Linked DNA regions of Sus scrofa: region 1 is linked to region 2. The links are chromatin contacts, called in public promoter capture Hi-C maps. All regions are on one chromosome and are shown on one strand. Each heading gives the region's core, a stretch centred on a gene start, on an enhancer-like site or on the middle of the called end of the contact. The rest is flanking DNA. Distances are from core to core; before and after follow the strand shown. Region 1 holds the start of MAP2K3 (dual specificity mitogen-activated protein kinase kinase 3). Region 2 holds the start of UBB (ubiquitin B).

Region 1 (3,662 bases), core at 201-2,700, 2.2 Mb before region 2:
GAGCTCCAGCTGTTGCCTTTCTCCCCCTCACTCTGCAGCTACAATCCAAACAGAGGCAAAGCCTTGATCCCACATGGCTGAGGCCTTTCCAGCTAGAAAAACTGTGACCACGCGAGCCCTTCGCCTCATCACCCACACTGGCCTAAAACTCTTCAGGGTTCACCGTCTCATGCCCAGAGTCCACAGTCCACGGAAGCAGGTGTGATAAGGACACCGGGGCCCAGAGACGCTCCTGCCGCTGGGATGAGGCAGCAGGCTGGGGGGGCAGCCCATTCATCAGGGCTGTGTCCGGTTTGGAAACGTCTCACGCAGCCCAGCCCGCCAAGACTCCGACAGGCCAAAACATCCTTGCCTCTCCCTGCCAAAAAAATCCCCCTTTTGCCCTCCAAGTCTCGTCCTCCCCCTCTGCATGACAAATCCGGCCGCCGCAGCCGCCACCTCACAAAAATTTCCAGGAAGGCCGGCTACTTGGAGAAGACAAGAGCAAGCCCATTGCACAGCCAGCACCCGGCCTGGCAGTGGCCCAGGACCCACAGGCAGCGGGACAGACCTGGGACCAATCAACCCTGGAGACATGCGCAGGAGAGGGTGAGCTCCCTGGTGCAGAGGAGGCTGCAACTCGGGACAAGGCGAGCCCATGAGAGGGGGCTGTGCAGCAGAGCCAGGTGGGAGGCTCAGGGAGGTTCCCAGGGAGACAGGGCTGCAGGGCGGGATGCAGGCAGGCCAGGGAGCGCACAATGTGGAGCCTAGGAGGATGGAGCGCGGTGGGGGTTGGGGGGGAGACGGGGAGTTCTGAGCTGGAGCCTAGCCAGGGCACCCACACGGGAGATCCCCAGCAGGGGGCACCGCTGGGGCCCAGACGTGGAGCCAGTTAAATCCCAGCCTGGATGCAACCCCGGTATCCAGAAGTGGAAGCGGGCTGGGCGCGGGCTCAGAGTGACTCCCACCTCGGTCCAGCTGAGGGACCCGGATTGGGAGAGTTCCTGTCCAGGGTGCAGTTAAGGCCCAAACCGGGAGGTCAGATGGACGTTCCTGACCCGGAGCGGGGTGATCAGGACCAGACCCCCGCCTGAGTTTGGGCCTGGGTGCAGCCCCAAAGCCTAAAATGGGACCCAGTCGAGGTCCCAGGATGGGCGCGGGACCGAAGAGCGAGAGGTTCGAGGCCGGGCCAGAGGACCGCGCAAGACTCGCGTCTGCAGTCCAGGCGCTCCTACCTTTGGGCGGGGGCACGCCGGCGGGAGGACTCGCGGCGGGCGACTCCATGGTGCAGGCGGGTCGGGGCGGCAGCGGGATTAGTCCAGGGGGCGACGGGCTGGGCCCGAGCGGAACGCGCTCATGGCTGCGGGCGGGCGGCCCGGGCGGCGGCCAGGGCGGCGGCGAGGACGCGACCGCGGCAGGCGGCGGCGGGGCCAGACTGGGCAGCGCGACTGGGGCCCCGGCCGGACGGCGCCGACGCAAGCCCCGCCCCGCACCCCCATTGGTCCTCCGGTCTCCGGGGCCCGGCCCCTGCCTATCAAACGCGGGCCCGGGGCTGCCCGTCAAGCTCAAGCCTCGCCCTCCGTTGGCCGGGGATGTGGCTCCTCCCACCGCCTGTCAAGCCCGCCTGCCACCTGGAAACCAGTCAGGCTCCGCACCCCCGCCGACCAGGCGCAAGCCCCGCCCACCCGGACTCGAGCCCCGCAGTGTGCGCAGCGACCGGGTGTCCCCGGCGGCCTGGCGGAGGCCCTGGGGAGCAGGAAGGCGGGTGCCGCCGGTGGGCTCGAAGTGCGCCCCGGGGGTGAAGCTGGGGTCAGATCCCGATTCGACTACTTCATAGCGGGGCTGACCTGGGCAAGTCAGGCCACCCGAGCCTGTTTTCGCGTCCCCGCCTCCCGGCGCTGCTGGTGGGAAGAGACCCTGGCTTCCACCGACACGCAAGAGGTGTTTGTTGACTGAATGCCCGGCGTGCGCATGTTTATTCCGTATTCAGCAACGGCTGGGGACACAAAGGCCGGCTTGGTGGTACCTGGGGAGAAGTCAGCAAACGTCGGTAGCTCTGAGGGCTGTGTCCCCTGCCCCCGCCCGGTTCTACACGTGCGGAAACAGCCTTAGCGAGTAAGACGGCATCTCAAAGCATTTCAGCCAAGGTCTAGTCCTGGCTCTCTCCCACGCCCTTGATTCCGTCCCTCCTCCTCTCGAGGCCTCAGTCTGCTCATCTGTATAATGTCCAGTCGGGCCGGTGCCCTTTCTGCTCCCACGTGGGAGCTTGGGATTTCAGGAGCCACTGACCAAGCTGGCAAACTGGGACCAGGACTTGGATAGCCGGCCTGGCAAAGGTCACAGGGTCAGCCCCTGGCTTCAGGCAGGTATGAGCGTGTGACCTGCCAGGCATCTCACGTGAGGGAAGCAGATTCCACCACCTGCTAGAAAGGCGTGGAGCCTTCCTGCTTTTAAGACAGAGGTGACCCTCGGGGCCCACCCACACAGTCAGATGAGATAAGGGGAGGCCTACTAATTATCATTATTTCCTCCTGTGTCTCTGGCTCATCTTTCCCGGCAGTGGGCAGAAAGGCATGAGCTATGGACTCCTCAGGCTACGGGTTCAAATGCCAACACTGCTGCTTACAGCCCTGTCCCATGGGGACAACGAGGCCTCTCTGAAATTAGTCCATGACCGCCACCTTGGAAGTGCCTGGCTTCAGGCCTGGAACTCACTAGGTGCCCAAGAGATGTTTGTAAACACACTGTGGACACCTCCTACAGGAAGCGCTCACCACTCCTGGGTGTCTGGAGCTGCCCAGAGCACTCTGTCCCAAATGGGTCATGTGGCCTCAGGACCTGCTGCTTATCCATCTGGGAAACAGGCACTGGCAGCAGCTACCTTCTTCCTGGGACTGCAGGCCTGCTCCTGCTGGTTTTCTTGGTTCAGGCCCCCAGTGGCCGCTAGGACTTCTGCTCCTCCCATGGTACCCCCCACCGCTTTGCTCTGCCTGTGCCATGTGCAAGGGTCTCAGTGCTGCCCCTTGAACATGCCACTACCCACCCTGCCTGGCTGCTGCTGTCCCCTCTGCCCACAACCTCTTTCTCCCCCACCTCCCACCATAATTCCCGGGGCTTTCATCCTGCAGGCCTCCTCTTAAAGGAACTCCCTCAAAAGACCTTTCTGGCCACCCCCCACCCCCAAATCAGTTTTCATTCTCTGCACAGCACTCTGCCACCAATGCCTTTCTTATTTACCCTGCTTTTACTCTGGCTCTCACTCTAGACCATCAGCCCCTCCTGGGCAGGAATCTTGCCAACTGGCTCCCTGTGGATTTCTTCTCTCTTTTTTTTTTTTTTTTTTTTTTGGTCTTTTTAGGGCCGCTCCTGCAGCATATGGAGGTTCCCAGGCTAGGGGTTCAACAGGAGCTGTAGCTGCCCACCTATGCCAGAGCCACAGCAACTCGGGATCCCAGCCGCATCTGCAACCTACACCACGGCTCATGGCAATACCGGATCCTTAACCCACTGAGCGAGGCCAGGGATCAAACCCGCATCCTCACGGATGCTAGCCGGGCTGGTTAACCCCTGAGCCATGATGGGAACTCCCCCTGTGGAATTCCTGATGCACCGCTCAGGGCCCAGCACATAGTAGGTGCCTAATAAATACTTGCGGCATGAACAAAGGGAGGACGGAAGCGCTG
Region 2 (3,477 bases), core at 275-2,774:
TAGTTTCTCTTTGTGATTGCCAAGAGCCAGCAGCTCCCAAAAAAATAAACATTCCCAGGCAGCACTCTTCAGTATTTGTCCTGACATCGGAGACTGGGTAGAGTCATTAAAAAAGAATGCTGTCCTTTCCTGACTAACGACCTTCTGCAGTGGTGTCTAGCTAGTTCGTACTACTGAGCACATCTTCAGACCACCTCTTAGGAAGGCGGATGTCACGTGACAAACAGCCATGGGCATGTTTATTTACACCCCACCTGCATGACTCAGACGCGGGGCTGCAGGGCTCACGGTCCAAACACGCCTGCCTTACTCACCTTCCTTGCCGACCGGCGGCCACACCCGGGGCGCAGGGAAACACGCCCCTTTAACGTCGCTTGCACAACCAACACAGTAACGGAACGCTAAAGAGACTGGTTATTTCTTGTACCCGAATGCTGCCTCTTCAAGTGGGTTTTCAGGCCCCTAATCCACATATTTCTCTCCCTACCAGGCTGAACAGCAGCGAGGGAGGGGATGTGCGGGTTTGGCCGGAGCCACAGGGTCACCTGGCGCGGGGAGCGGGCCAGGGCCCGCGAGTTGGGGGGATGGGAGAACCGGGGACTCCGCGGTGGGGGAAGGGAGACCCTCCGCGGAAGGGACGTGGGGGAGGGGAGGCCCTCCGCGGAAGGGACGTGGGGGAGGGGAGACCCTCCGCGGAAGGGACGTGGGGAGGGGGGTCCTCCGCGGTGCGGGCAGACCCCGGGCCCGGCAGCGTGTCCCATCAACGATGTCTAGATTTCGTCGTCCCAGACAAGGCCGGAGCATCCTAACAGTAAAGCGTGACTAAAGCGCAACAACGCTGCTCTACAGACAACTAAAAACCAGCCTGTGTGATGCGGAGGCTTGTGTTTTAGGGCAGACATCACCGCCCAGGTCGTGGACCTCTCTTGACCGGGCCGGGTGGCTTTCTCGATAAGTCGCCGCAGAGCCGGCGGTCTCCTCGCCGAAAACAATATTGGAGGGGTCCGGGCCTCCGTGGCGGGAGCAAAGCACCCCTCCTCCCCCTCCCGCCGGAAGTACGCGTCTCCGGCGAAGGCGCGCCTCTGCCGCGCACGCGCACTCAGTTACTTAGCAACGTCGGCGCTGAACCACCCCGGAGGGAGCCCAGCAACAGCCGAGCCACCAATCAGCGCCGGCCTCGCCTCCCACGCCTCACCAATCAGCACCGGCGCAGCAAGGAAGTTTCCAGAGCTTTCGAGGAAGATCCCCTTAACTCGAATTCATCCGCCTGATCATTTCCCTACCTTTTCCTAAAGGAGGAGCAGAACAACCTGGAAGAGAGGAGAGCTGAATTTTTTAGGATCCTTTCTTCCGGTTTGAGGAATTCAGGGCTCCGCTGAGGGGCCTCGCTGCGTCGCGGAGGTGAGGCCGAGGGAACTACTTTCAGCAGCGCACGGATACGGCGCCTACGCAAGCGTGATGAGTGACGCAACAGACGTTGCATAAATTTCGGCCCCGCCGAGCCGCAGCGTTCAGAAGCGACTGGCATTGTTGGCGGTTTCGCTGTTGCGGTCGAGGTGATTCGGTGTGATTGGCTTCACAGCGTCTGTGCCTTCACTCACAGGTACTGAGCCTTCGCCCGTGAGCGTGGGGAGCAGTGGAGAGGGGTTCCCGGGGCGGGCGACCCGGCGGGTCTCAGGCGGGGCGGGGTGGGGGAGGGGAGGCGCGCTGACGCGGCGCCGGCCTTTGCGGAAGAGCGGGCCTTGTTTACGTGTGGGGCGCGGGGGCGCTTGGCGCGGGCGCCCGCAGAGGTCAACGGACACTTAAGCGAGGGAGATTCCATCGTGTCTGCCCCAGGGGGGAAGGTGGGAAAGAGGTAGTATAGCCGGGCTTCTGGAAACCTTGTTCCGAATCCTGACGTGGAGAGGGTGTCGCACCCACCTCCCAACGGGAATTTCAATGCTACCGTCATTAGGTTAGGGGGACGTTGGGGGCTGGCGGCGGCGAACCTAACGAAGTATCTGGAGCAGTTGAGAAAGATTTGGATCCTGGTCTGGGCAAGCAGTTGCGATTATTCTCCACCCTGCTTTGATTGACATCTTGACTAAGGAATCGTGTGTTCGGTGGCTTCATTCTCGCGTAGTCTAGTCAAAATCGGGGGAGGTTTGTGAGGGACCTTAATCTCTTCAAGGCATTTTGGAGTAATAGGTCGTTCCAAAGAACTGGTTAGATACGAATAGTGAAACATCGTGAGGTGATACAGTACGTTTTCTTGAACTCTATAGGTCAAAATGCAGATCTTCGTGAAGACCCTGACCGGCAAGACCATCACCCTGGAGGTGGAGCCCAGTGACACCATCGAGAATGTGAAGGCCAAGATCCAGGATAAGGAGGGCATTCCCCCCGACCAGCAGAGGCTCATCTTTGCAGGCAAGCAGCTGGAGGATGGCCGCACTCTTTCTGATTACAACATCCAGAAAGAGTCCACCCTCCATCTGGTTCTGCGTCTGAGGGGTGGTATGCAGATCTTCGTGAAGACCTTGACCGGCAAGACCATCACCCTGGAGGTGGAGCCCAGTGACACCATCGAGAATGTGAAGGCCAAGATCCAGGATAAGGAAGGCATTCCCCCCGACCAGCAGAGGCTCATCTTTGCAGGCAAGCAGCTGGAAGATGGCCGCACTCTTTCTGATTACAACATCCAGAAAGAGTCCACTCTCCATCTGGTTCTGCGTCTGAGGGGTGGTATGCAGATCTTCGTGAAGACCTTGACCGGCAAGACCATCACCCTGGAGGTGGAGCCCAGTGACACCATCGAGAATGTGAAGGCCAAGATCCAGGATAAGGAAGGCATTCCCCCTGACCAGCAGAGGCTCATCTTTGCAGGCAAGCAGCTGGAAGATGGCCGCACTCTTTCTGATTACAACATCCAGAAAGAGTCCACTCTCCATCTGGTCCTCCGTCTGAGGGGTGGCTGCTAATTCTCCAGTCTTGCATTCATAATGCCCACTGATGGCATTACTCTGCACTCTAGCCATTTGCCCCAATTTAAGTTTAGAAATTACCAGTTTCAGTAATAGCTGAACCTGTCCAAAATGTTAATAAAGGTTTTGTTGCATGGTAGTGTATTTGTTGTCTGTTCGGAAATTATGTAGTGGTAGAGGCTCCTAACAACTTTGAGATTGTCCATGTGACCATAATTAAGTCATTTGACTTTGGTTAAACACTGCGTACGAACTGTGTCCTTTGTCCAGGGTTTTTTACAAGTCAGGTAAGATTCTACTGTAATTAAAGCTATTTCCAAGTGTGAGCCATTTAAAATTTTTGGAGTATGAAGGCATATTGAGGGAAAGCATACTTGCCTGTTTCTCAAATAGTAACCTAATTAAGACTTCTAGAGTATTTTTGGTTAAGGCTTCTCAATTGTTTTCAAGTCTTAAGATGATTATTTGGCTGTTAGCTTTTTGTTTCCTCTTTAGGGCATTACAGTTAAGTGTT

Evidence for each region. Promoter capture Hi-C pulls out the DNA fragments that hold promoters and counts their contacts.
Region 1: a contact with region 2 is called in a promoter capture Hi-C map of liver, with 11 times the contacts expected there. The contact joins the promoter of MAP2K3 here to the promoter of UBB in region 2. A contact is called at or near these places in 2 of 5 promoter capture datasets (fetal liver and liver) and 1 of 47 Hi-C or Micro-C datasets (liver).

The regions. Positions count from the first base shown.
Region 1 is chr12:61,394,125-61,397,786 of Sscrofa11.1, reverse strand. It overlaps MAP2K3 (dual specificity mitogen-activated protein kinase kinase 3), which reads right to left and starts at 1,450. Exons shown (of 12, transcript XM_021068056.1): 1 at 1,215-1,450. The coding sequence starts at 1,263.
Region 2 is chr12:59,170,888-59,174,364 of Sscrofa11.1, reverse strand. It overlaps UBB (ubiquitin B), which reads left to right and starts at 1,524. Exons shown (of 2, transcript NM_001105309.1): 1 at 1,524-1,603; 2 at 2,265-3,076. The coding sequence starts at 2,271. The coding sequence ends at 2,960. The region is part of intron 2 of LOC102164714 (a long non-coding RNA gene); the gene reads right to left.